Regions from separate parts of the Cyprinus carpio genome. Here region 1 is linked to region 2. The links are chromatin contacts, called in public Hi-C maps. All regions are on one chromosome and are shown on one strand. The core of a region is the stretch at or near the end of the contact, and the rest is flanking DNA. Distances in the headings are between cores, read along the strand shown. Region 1 holds the start of LOC109056314 (syndecan-2-B-like). Region 2 has its middle 9.2 kb from the start of LOC109105843.

Evidence for each region. Hi-C and Micro-C count contacts between places; a contact is called where the count stands out from the background.
Region 1: a contact with region 2 is called in a Hi-C map of liver, with 10 times the contacts expected there. The contact joins the promoter of LOC109056314 here to the enhancer-like site in region 2. A contact is called at or near these places in 4 of 8 Hi-C or Micro-C datasets (liver and skeletal muscle).

Annotation. Positions count from the first base shown.
Region 1 is chrB16:8,596,076-8,602,227 of ASM1834038v1, reverse strand. It overlaps LOC109056314 (syndecan-2-B-like), which reads left to right and starts at 2,045. Exons shown (of 5, transcript XM_042740518.1): 1 at 2,045-2,369. The coding sequence starts at 2,310. LOC109104627 (magnesium transporter MRS2 homolog, mitochondrial-like) reads left to right here. Exons shown (of 12, transcript XM_042740521.1): 11 at 133-246; 12 at 327-741. The coding sequence ends at 398.
Region 2 is chrB16:8,515,307-8,521,797 of ASM1834038v1, reverse strand. No RefSeq gene overlaps it. Among protein-coding and RNA genes, the nearest start is that of LOC109105843, 9.2 kb to the right of the region's middle. Within about 2 kb of position 4,342, at least 1 of the 8 cell types and tissues checked has an H3K27ac peak or open chromatin away from gene starts, as enhancers often do. A contact at or near this core is called in liver, where this site is marked.

The DNA.
Region 1 (6,152 bases), core at 796-3,295, 83 kb before region 2:
TTTACTACAGTTTACTGTTTTATTACCGTGTACCAGTTTACTTCAGTTGTTATAGCCAGCATTGTGTACAGTGTTATCAGTCTGTTTGAGTACATGTTGTTTATTGACCCTCATTGATTTGTGTGTGTGTAGGACCCGCGTGTGTTCTGGTTAGTGACAGGGTTCATGTTCCTGGGCAGTGGACTCATCTGGAGAAGACTTCTCTCTTTTCTGGGACGGCATTTAGAACCCAGCTCTCCACCTCCTGTACGTAACACTCATAATACTCCTCCATGTGTACCATTATAATGATGATTGTAACTTCTTTTTTTTTTGTCTTTTCACAGATTCCCCCTGTTTGGAGGAAAAACCAAATTGGCACCTTAAAAGCAACAGACATTAAACCTGGAGTTAGATGACAGGAGAGTGACTGCTGCTTTTTAAATATTTTTTCCCTCCTTCTCCATATCTTTTATGCATACTGTATTTTTCAGTATCATGTCCCACTCACCTCAGTCTAATTTAAAATTGACATTTATGTATTCAGGTGTATCATGTAGACACAGTTTTTATTTTGCTATGAGATATTTGTCTTGAGGTTTTGGAATAATCTCTGTATTTATTGTTGTAAATATCATTGACATAATGAAATACATCAGATACGTTTTGAGTGTAAAGACCAAATTATCTATATTACCACTAACTCAATTTCCCTGCTTACACTTAAAAACATGTTTATGAATACATACCTTTGATAAAACATTCATTTGTTGTGGGCTCTTTATTTTAGGCATATAGAATAAAAAATTTGATCTTTTTTGAGTACTAATGCACTTGTGTATACATTATTCAAACTTTGAGTTCTTATTAAAATACGTTGAACCTCTATTTGCATGAAAAGTGCTCTTTAAATGAAGTGTATAATGCATTATGTAAAGTGTGTTTGTACTTAGCTTTTATCAGGACAGAACAGCAGGGGGAGATAAAACCCCACTACAACAGTTCATTCCACTCAGTATTTTTATTCCCCAAAATACTCACACAGATAGGTTGTATATCCCAGAAGACAACATTACGAACATCCTATTACTAATGAAAAATCTTTTCGCGTTCCAAAAATAACAAAATCTACAGGGGAAAAAAATACAAAAATTAAACGTGTTTTAAAGTGTAGAAATGACAATGACTGATCAACTATATTTTGAGCTAAAATTACAGGACTGTTAGTGTTACTACCGTAGGGACATGACAAATATGGGATAACATTCAAACAATACAAAAAGATTTCAAAATCTTTCATTTTGTTTTTCTGTTGTTGGGCAGTGGTGGATGATAGGTTATTATAGCAACAGTTGCTACAAAATAAATAAAAACAATAGCAACTATGATAAACTGTACATTTTATTAAACTTTTAGCTCTGCCTGAATGGGTTTGCAATTGGGAATTCGATTTATATAGTCAATGTAAAGTAGTGCTAGATAGTTTATAGTTGGTGAATGTGAAAATTATTTAACTTGTGTTCATTTAAATTCTAAATAAACACATTCAAATGACATTTCTTTTTCTTTTTTAATATTTATTACAACAGAAGTAGATAGATAGATAAGCTTAGAGGACAAAAAGTCCTTCGAATGTTGTTTCGGAGTCGGACAAAAACGTTGAGAACCACTTGTCTAAAGTGGTAGACTCTCCTAGACCAACAACAAAGTAGTAACCAGCTTATCATATCAGTTTGAAATGGTGTTTTGAATTTTTTTTTCCCTGGACCAGAAAAAAACAGCTCCGTCTACTAACTTGGACCAGCTACCACGCTCCAAACAGCTAATTTAACAACACTGACGTTCTTCATTTGGCAGAAGTCTGTCTCGAAGCCAAGTAATTCACACATAGACAACATTTTGACCGGAAATTCCGACAGAATGATGTTCATGTTGACAGTTTACTAGGTTTTGAGACAAAACCTCTTACTGGTCCAAGTATTCGTCAACAGTGACGAGATGATTTTATTTATATATTTGTTTTTTTCTCTCTCTCTCTCTCTCTCTGTATTTTTTTATTTCTTATTTATCTCTCTCATCCTCTGTCTGAGCAAAGCCGGTCTGCCTCACATGGACCCGAGACTTTAACATCGCATCAACACTCTCTCAGCAGTTCCCTTTTGGAAACACAAAAGAGAAGTTTGATCAGGTGGAGCCAAATATCTCTTCAAAAGGATCTTGCGTGTGTGTTTCAGCTGAAGCTGTAAAAGCGCGAAGAGAGCGGCTGGTTTCAGGAGCGCAGACGAGTGCCATCCTACGGTTTCTTTGCAAAAGACTTCCTAAGAGGAATAATGAGGAACATTTGGATATTCCTGACACTTTCAGCAGCTGTATGCTTGTCCAGCGACAAGGTGAGTTTAAGCAGAGTTCTTGTTGTTACTTTTGTTGATTGTGTATAGGCTACATTCTTCCTATACGTGGCATATCATAAACATGTTATGATGGACATATTAGATGCATAATGTATATTATCAGTATTTAATTAATTTAAATCACTCTTAATATGCATCTTTTAGTACAGCAAGAGTTAGAACTTGGTCCTGGCAAGATTTGTAAAACCCATCATGATCATAACATGATGTGTATGATATTAGAGTGATGATGCTCATCATTTTACAGGGATGGGATGTCCCAACGTCTGGAAAGTGTTTTGAAGAGACTCCTGAGAAAGTTACAGTACACTAAACTTTGATAACAATTGCATTTCCATCTCAGAAGATTCACTTGAAATTTCATGTCACTTTATAAATGTATTGGTCTTCCGGAGCTCATATCCATGTGTCCCCCAGAGACAAATTTTAGTTGAAACCTGATCTCCTTCTGAGAGAACCTCAATGTTTCTCAGCCAGTTTTATGCTCTAAAAATTCAGATGAGTTGACTTCTTCCACTTCTGAAATCGAAAACCACTGTAGTGTCACAAATGAAATTCAGATAAAGACGTGAGTAAACAGTTTCAGAGCACCGTGTTAGCTTTTTTTTATTATTGAGAATTTCAGTTCCTCCTTATCAGAGTTTGTTCTTATCTGCAGGACTCACTATTATTTGTGCGATCTAGGCTGTAGAGCAACGCAGTACATCGATTCCCAATTGCAACACTGCTTTCAAAGTGTTGTCAAGCAATTTGCAGGTTGCCTCAGGACACAGATCTGTATGTGTTAATTACCTTTAGCTCTCAACTGTGATGAAGCCCATCACAAAGAAGCAATAAAATCAAGCCACCGCAGTGTAATTTTACAGGAAGACATTTGGAAGTTGTTAAAAGCCTTTGTGTTGGTCTGGCTGGTACCTTGTTTATTGATTTGTTGTGTGAGTGAAGCAACTGCCCTCATGTTTTCAGTACATTCTGAAATAAGTCCATCCTCTCGCTTTCATTTTTTAACCTTAGCGATGGTTTTACAAACTCTTTAGTTTGCACCACATTCAGTTTTATCAGTGCTACTCATTCATGGTGATGCTCATCAATATTTAAGCATTATCCAATCTGTTTCTGAAGGTGACATTTATTTCTGGATTCTGTCTATTGATGCTGTGCTTCAATATTTTGTAATTGAAATGAGAAGTTAAAAGGTTAATAGGTCATTTTAGAGATAATGAAATTAATATGAAAACGATAGTAAGTGGCTCCTCACTGGCTTTCATTCCATGTTTCTTTTCATTTCATTCCATTTTGAACGTTTTTCAGGGTTCAGTTCCTCAACAGTGAGCATTCTCATAAGTCCTCAAAGCCACAAATCTGGTCTGACTTGGAAACAGCCAAAATGTAACAGCATAACTACTCAATTACACCAGTTAACATTTTAAGAAATAAAGAAATAAACAAAAGTAAAAAAAAATTCAGCTGCCTCTAGGGCAAACAGCACCGGTGTGACTAAGTGTTGATAACAGATTATGTGATTGCCCTTTCTTGTTGTGCTGTTCCACAAAATAATGTCATCGTAACATGATGTAACCAAACAGTAACTGTATCCATTGCCAAGACAACGTGTTATGACAGACGTATGATGACTGTGCTGACGCCTCATTCATGGACGTAAACAGACTCCCACTCAGAACACCTGTGTGCACTTCTAGCAGAGCGAGTGTGTGAACAATATTTGTGTGCTGACAGCATTTACAATCTTTGTGTGTGTGTGTGTGTGTGTGTGTGTGTGTGTGTGTGGAAACTGTAACAGAATGGAATCTAATGCAAATTTGATCTGAATTTCTGATCCCTTCAATTAGCTTAGTAAATTGAATATTTTTGAGGGAAAGTTTTTGTGAGGTAGGAGCCTGTGAATTTTTAATTGGATTACATTACATTACTATCTATCTATCTGTCTGTCTATCTATCTGTCTATCTATCTATCTATCTATCTATCTATCTATCTATCTATCTATCTATCTATCTATCTATCTATCTATCTATCTATCTATCCGTTTATCTCTGTCTGTCAGTCTCTCTCTCTCTCTCTCTCTCTTTCTGTCTGTCTGTCTGTCTGTCTCTCTCTTTCTGTCTCTCTGTCTCTGTTTATTCATTTTTAGTGGTGAATCCTGCAACAGGCAGTCATTACAGTGAAAAGAATACATAGCCGGGGGAGGGACAAGTGAAAAAAACAGAGAGAGATAGCGAGTGGGGAGACTTTGGGCTCAGTGGTGTGGAAGTGTGAATAACACGTAACAGTAAAACCCCACAGTGCAAACTACTATAGAACCCTTAATAAACTCCATTCAGAGTTTACACCAGTATTCTGGCCTCTTTGCTTATTTTAATTATAGTCAATTTACTTCACTTTAAAGTTCAATTATATGGTTAATATATGAATATCTGCAATGAGATTACAAGAGTAAAAGCTGTAATAATTGATAACTGCATTTTATGAAACATTATTCAGTCACAGTATAGTGATACATTAATGCACAAGCCAAAAGAGCTTTATAGAAATGCGCCAACAGTCCAAGTGCTAGCTGTTTATCCTTACTGAAGACCAATTTAGCATCTGTAAAGAGCAGTGTGTCTGCCAGAGGCATGTGGTATTCTCATCTGTTGTGGGTGTGCTTTTGGAAACACATCTGTATTTACTGTGTACAGACTTTTTTTTTTTTTGTGAAATAGAAATGTAACACTGGGTAAATTTGCTCCCTGTACATGTCTGTCCACAGATTTATGTGGGTTCTACTCGCAGTTCTAAATCTGGAGCGTTGTCAATCAGTGCTGTGTAGGTGTACAAGTATTTGTTCTTTAAGGCCATATGGTTTTATGAATTATGCTTGTGCCTGCTATAATGAGGCAATGGAACGTCTGTCAGTCTGAATGATGAAGGTGAATGTTTTTTGTGCCTGTATTTGTCAGAGATCATCTGATAAAAACAGGGAGGATATTGGCCTGAGGTGATTAATGGTTCCATAGGTGTTTCTCTCCATGGCATGCCAGTGTGTTGACATAGCAGAGCCTGCATACCCCAGACAGATTAGGCCGCTGTCTGCAGTAATTTGGAGGAATGCATCGACGTGAGAGTCCCCAGTCCTGCGTAAATCCCATAGATGGATGTGCTTCTTTTGTCCAGAATGTAGAAACATCCATGCCAGATGTTTTATGTACAAGATGCAGATGTTCCTGTGCTCTCTCCGTGGGAGTAGCTTGTGTTGTGGAATACTAGCAGTGAAAGCTGTAAACAGAGGAAGTGTGAGAACAGCTGGGTTATGGGGCATTTAGCTATTTGCTCATGAATCCCTCTGTGTACTTTTTGGGCTAAATTCAATTATGCAATCAAAACGTATGTGTAATTATAGCGTGTCAATAGCTGGGTTTCCATCATCCTGCTTTTATGCGCATTTTGAAGTATCGCATCAGAATCGAGTGATGGAAATGCTGAATTTCGAATAAAAATGCCTTAATTCGCAAAAAAGTTTTTACGCTCGGTTGAGGTGGTTTTTGACTTGTGCGAAATGGGGTTAATGCGAAAAATGGGAGATGGAAATGCATTTTGCGAATAAATTCCTCCAAGCGCATCAAAAAAGTCATGTGACTTTGCGCTATGGGACGGTAAATCCTGACTAACAAGGGGACCGATCTCATTCGACAGCATCTAAAATGTTGTTATGGTCATTCGGAAATGTAAACATCAAAGTATTTCTGTATATTACCTCCCTGAAC
Region 2 (6,491 bases), core at 3,093-5,592:
AACCTTTCAGTTTAATAATAATCATTTAATTAAATCGACTTTAAGTCCACAGACAGTAGTAGAATTTATGAAAATGGGCAGATACAGTTTTTATATTCTGCCCTATTGGAGAACAGATCTGCTCCATCAGCCTTCAGAAAGTTCATTTGTCCTGATTTTTTTTCTGACAGGTTGAAGTGCACATCCACTTTAACTTATATGGCTGATTTTATGAGGCACTTGTCACTTTTTCCTTATTGAAATTGATTTCAAGACCGTGTTATTCTTGAGATTTAGGAAGGAGCGACTAGACTATTGAAACGGAGGCTGTGCTGATGCAATTTACTGCAATCGAGCGGTATGATAGTAAAACAGCCTGCTCTCCTGCCTATTGTCTGTAATGTTTTTCCTTTTTCTTTGGTGCATGTTTTTCAGTTTCACTTTTAGTAGTCAATCATCCAAATTGCGTAAAGCCGTAGAGGCTATTTATCATTATAGAATTGCATGGGAAACACTATTATTTGTGTCTTTTGCAAAAATGATACAATCTTTGTAACATAAGTGTATATGTCTGACTATAATTACCAGCTCTCAGCTCTGTGCAGTTTCATCATTGTCTCACAGCTGGCAACATACACAAGCTAAATGATGTTGTGCTGTTGAATATTTACATTTGCTTCATACTGAGCAATAAAAAGGATGTAAGATGAATTGTTTTGTAGAATTCATCTATTACAGATGTGCACTATTCACAAGTTGCTTTGTTGAAAATCAGTGTTCACATTCGCAAACTCTTGTAGGGGAGATGGAGGAGTGTTGTAACACGGAATTAGATGTATCACTGTCACTTTAACCAGTTGCGAATGAGCAAAAGGGATGGAATCACTATGATATATGATTGTCACTCTCCAGATGTGATAGTAGAAGTTGTAAACCTCTGAGAAGTAGTTGATTGAATGTTTTAAAAATGTAATTAATTTAATAATAACAATAACTTTTGGCCTACAGCCCTCAATCAAAGCATTTCATGTTAAAAAGGTCTAGGCACCTCTGAGATAAATAATAACAACAATAAAATAGTATATATATATATATATATATATATATATATATATATATATATATATATATATATATATATATATATATATATATATATATATATATACAGTCAAACCAAAATTTATTTAGACAGCTTCAAAATTTCTCACAGTTTATTCGCTATAGTTTAGATGATGGTAATAAAATATGAGAAGAACTCAGAGTTGAACTGTGTCAGAACAAATTCATCTTGATAATGTCAGATAACTGATAGAAAGGTATGTAATGGATTACAATTAACCAAAAATTATTCAGCTATTAATATATATATATATATATATATATATATATATATATATATATATATATATTCTTTTTTAATAATAATTAATAATTTTTGGTTTGACTGTGTGTGTGTGTGTGTGTGTGTGTATATATACACACACACACACACACTTTTTTAATAATTAATAAGTCGCACGGTATATTTGTAGCAATATACCACATTGTTACCATTTTTTAAATAGTGAATTTCTGCCAGAGCTGAACCACCGAAATCATAGCTTTACATGGTTTTACAGTGTTTATAAACTTTTAATTAAAATAATTCCTATACACAGTTTTTGGTGTATTTTCTATATACTACAATATATTACACAAACTGTTTTCTGTTAGTGTGAACCCATGCCAGTTTTGGGCTAGTATGTAACAATAACCTTCATGTAACATTCATTTACCAAGTATATGGATAAGTAGATGTTTAAACCTATTTTTTTGTAGCAGAGATGTGGAAATATTTTATCACACTTTCAGATTGAGTTTCAGCTCCTCATACACTCCCCGATCAACTATGTTTCACACTGTGCTCATTAAAAATGCAGGTCTGCCTTGTTACACAGCCACACAGTTAGCTGGATATGTCAAAGTGACATGGCCAAAGGTCAGAGGTGGTGTGAGTGCACTGAGTCACTAGTGATGAGAAGAGTAAGATCACATGCTTCTGTCTCAAATCTCTTCTCTTTTTCACTCCCAAACACACTGCAGTTGCTCAGCTAAGATTTTTTTTTATCTAATTTTCAAAATTTGTGTTTAAATTTCCAGCTAAACAAATTAACCCTTTTCCCATTTATTTAGCATGTCTCGGTTTTTCAGTTATGTAGACTAAAAATAAGCTGCAAACCAAGGGGACAAAGTTTTGTGTCTTACAGTAGATGCTTGTTTCACTATGTGCTACATATAAGTGTAGTTTAAGCAGTGGTTTGGGGGGCAGGGGGATGTGGTTATAACTGCTGTCTCCCTCCTCTTCACAGTTAATTCCAGCACTAGCTTACAGACTTCTTGTCTTGATTGACCATTTGCGGTGGTGTAAATAATTACAGTAACCTCATGTAAATGATGCTCTCGGGATTGTGGTAAGTGATGCAGCTGGAATGATGGAGTGCATGATGAAGTTTCCATGTATTCATCCCTGACCCAAACTGTCCAGAGTTTGTGCCCTGCTCATGTTTAAATCCTTTAGAGTCTATGTAAAATACGACAATAAGAGAAAAGTTCACTCCAAAAATATCAATTCTGTCACTTGTTTTTCCCTGTCTTCCATCTAGAAGATTCAAGCTTTTTCTAAAGCATATGTATATTGATCTGAATTCTTTTACTCTTAATTTGAGAAACAGGTTTCGTATTCATCAAAGATCAGTGTACAATATGCAGTGTGTAAGAAGTTTGTTTGATGTAAACACAAGTGTTATGAAGATTCTGATTAATGATCAGACTTGGTGTAGATGTGGAGAGGCCTGGTGTAACAGTTCATTATATATTATATAAAAAAAAAAAAAAACACAAACAAACAAAAAAAACTTTGTTGGATCCTTTACAATCGAGCTATGCCAGAAGCTGCAAGATCAGCTCTCTGTGTGAACAACAAATTAAAGAAAAAAAAAGGCCAAAAGAGAGAATTGCAGCAAACTATGAATACAAATGAACACTTTAGGCATAGCCGTAAGTGATGGATAGCTCAGTATTTCCGGGGGTTTGATGAGTGCATTACAGTACATGCATAATTTCCATGCCAGGCAGAAACATAGCCTGGGCATCTTAGACATTGTATAAAAGCTTCTGCGAGGATTGAAATATACTGTATGCCACACTTTTATGAATTCATGATATGTTTACCTCCCAGCCTGGCTTTGCTGAGACAAGCTGTATTTTCTGAATGCAGATGTTTAGTATTTACATTTCAAAACACTTCCAGGAATGAATGATTCACATTGTCGTATATGCTCCTGTCATTTGAAACAAACATCTTTTATCTGCAATTATGTTCTTCTCTTGGCGGAAAGTAAACAAGATCCTTAAACAAGAAAAAAGAATGTTTCTGTCAGTAGGAAACATCTCCGTTACCTGGATCTCACCCTGCAGAATGTAAAGTTGAAGCTGTCTTGCACAGACTGTCTGTTTCATTCAGCTGGTCTGTTTCCGGGCTGATGAGTGGGTGGCACGCTGTGGATTTTCCGCTTCTGTTGTTAATGCTGCAGATCCTATCAGTTTCTGGAACAGGAAACATTATTCCAGTGTTTCATTGAGCAAAAATGCATAAATATTTATGGTGTGTTTCTTGCAAATCCCTTAATATCCAAATATGGCAAATCATGTATTCATCATAGTTTTGTATCACATCACACTTCTGTATGACTAAGAAGGTCTGTGTGCCAACAGTAACTAATTTCCCCACAGGTTTTTTTTTTTTTTTTCCTGTCTTTGAAGACATGCTTCAGGACCCTTTGAAACAATTAAAGAGAAAAATGTCACTGGGTGAAATGATATAGAAATGTTTACAGTCTTAGAATAAAGTATTTTAGGGCTTATGGATGATGTTGTGTACAACACCACCATAGACATTTAATCAAATTTAGTGGTCGGTCAATGTAGCTTTTCAACAGAAAGACTGATTTTTTTTTATTTGTATTTGTCCACGCTGTGATCTGTGCTCAAACCTCATCCCAGTCTACACAACTGGGCTCTTCTCAAACCATTTCTAAGGATTCTCTTTTCATTTCAATACATTTCATGCATCGAATGCGGTTTGCATTTGATTGACTTCAATCTATAGCATCTGTCCTCCATGTTTCCTTCAATGTAAAATGGCTATATAGATAAACACGGCTGAATTGTACAGCCAAATCAAGCTGGAGGCAGGTGTATTATGGCCCTGTCACCATGTTACTTCAGTTTTTCGCAAACATCTCCTCGTGTTACCCTCCATTCCCTTCAACCGCCTGTCAGCTTCATGCAAATAATCGCTTAGACCTTTCACGGAAGGCTTTTTATATGTAAATCTACTCTGAATCATCTGCGTTTCTCTTTGTAAACATGTTTTATCTGTTGGTTCATCAGTTTATAAGATCCCTGTATAGAATGGTCTCATTATGCGGAAGCTTGAAAAACCACATATATTGTGGTTATTTGAGATAGGCCTATGCTATATGGCCTTTTTAGGGAACGTCTCGGTTACGTACGTAACCCTCGTTCACGTTATGTCGTGACATCAGGACAAAACTCGTAGTGACCGACAGATAGGGAACTGATTTCCGTGACGGAGTAAATTATAAAGCAGTTTATGGCGACATCTAGTGAATGAGTTAGAAAACAACAAGGGCTTTGTATGAAAAACATTGGGTCTAAATATTTGTTAGATTATCAACATACTTTCAGAGAAATATGAATGTGCTTAGGTGTAATTAAATTACATCAATTAATGATGGATTTATGGCTAAATGTTAAGAATTTTTGTCTACTTCTTTTAGTTTTGAAGCTGTTTTTTTTTTTTTGCTCAAGGTTGTAAATTGGTGGTTCTTAGGAACAGAAATTAATGCTGACATTTCTGCAAACCTTCTCTTTTTATTTACTGTATATTGTTAAAGAATAATGCTCCTGTAAAAGGATTGTGATCTTAAGGTGATACAATGATATAAAGTCAACAAACGTATGATGAAATAATGCAGAAAACAATTTGTCCTTGACGTAAACTTGAACTTGAAATGATGAAAACATACATTACAAAATGTAAATATACAAGGTCTTTTGTATGTTATGCAACATAAATCTAAATTCATATAAATAAAAAAGCTATTTTATACAAATAAAAAGGCATTATTTGCGCATTTGAAAAAAAAAAAAGACATCTAAAATTAGCATAAAATAAAGTTACTAATTTTAGAGTACACTTTAAGCTTTTACACATGGCTAGATTTTTTTTGTAATGTATTTAAGAAAAACAGTAATAGGCTATTTTAGATTAGTTTAGATTCAGTTACTAAAAAAGCTGGTCATACTAAAACGTTTAAATTGAAAAACACTTCAAGTGCCTTAATGTAGAAACAGTGATACAGTGTAAACACCTGCATACTTTATATAGGCAAGCAGATGATCCCGCAATATGAACGCAATAAATTGTGATACTTTGCGCATTGGGTTTATATTTTGTGTCTATCTGCTTGCCTGTAAAAAAAAGTGCATTATCAATAACGTATACTGAATATGGCCTTTCAGTAACACTGTTTTAATACATTAATAGCCTACTTAATACAAACTCTGTAAAAAAAAAAAGTGGAGTAAGGTTTGTTTTGATGTCACATGAAAATTATGAATTTATCGTTCAGATCAGTGATGATGAAAGGTGAGTAATAGGAACTGTTCTTCTTTATCTCTCCAGCAGAGGGCAGTGTTGGATATTACATGTGTGACAGCTGACATCAAAATGTGCATTAGTTTGCATTATATCTGCGTGCGTACTGATGTTTCTTTGCCTACGGTTTTGTTTGTAAAACGTCTGTAAACATATTGGTTCAGGTCTGTAGATTGCACACAATCTGATCTTTTAGACATGCCTCTTATCAGTGTTTTTTAGTAAGTGTCTTGACTTTTTAGCTTAAGCTAATCATAGTTTTCCTTAATAACCAGTGCTAACTCTCCTGTTTCTATTATAAGACAAATGATAGACAAACTGGGATATCCTGTACACAATATTTAAACATTAGACTGTGACGTAAACTATTTTTGTAGGGGGGAAAACACAAAAAAACTCAGAATTATATTTTTACTTCCAGTTGATGTGATTTCATTTGCCTTACATTGATGACTCTCCTGTCGCTATTATGATAGACAGCTGAAAACAATGAATGTCATTCAAAATAATTTTAGACAAAATAGGATATACTTTACACAATATTTAAACAGCTGACATTTTTTTTAGTATTAGGCCTAAACCTGCAAACGGGTTTCCATTTTATCACTTCCAAATCCAACGTCCTGAAGTTTTTAGTCTACAGAGGTTGTTGGTGATGTCTTTGAAATAAATACTAAGAGAATTGTTGGACGTCATGGGATCATGGTTTATAACCTACATTTGGTTATTGTATTTAGGATTCAAATTTCATAAAATTTAGAGAAGTTCATGATGATGAACAAAACGT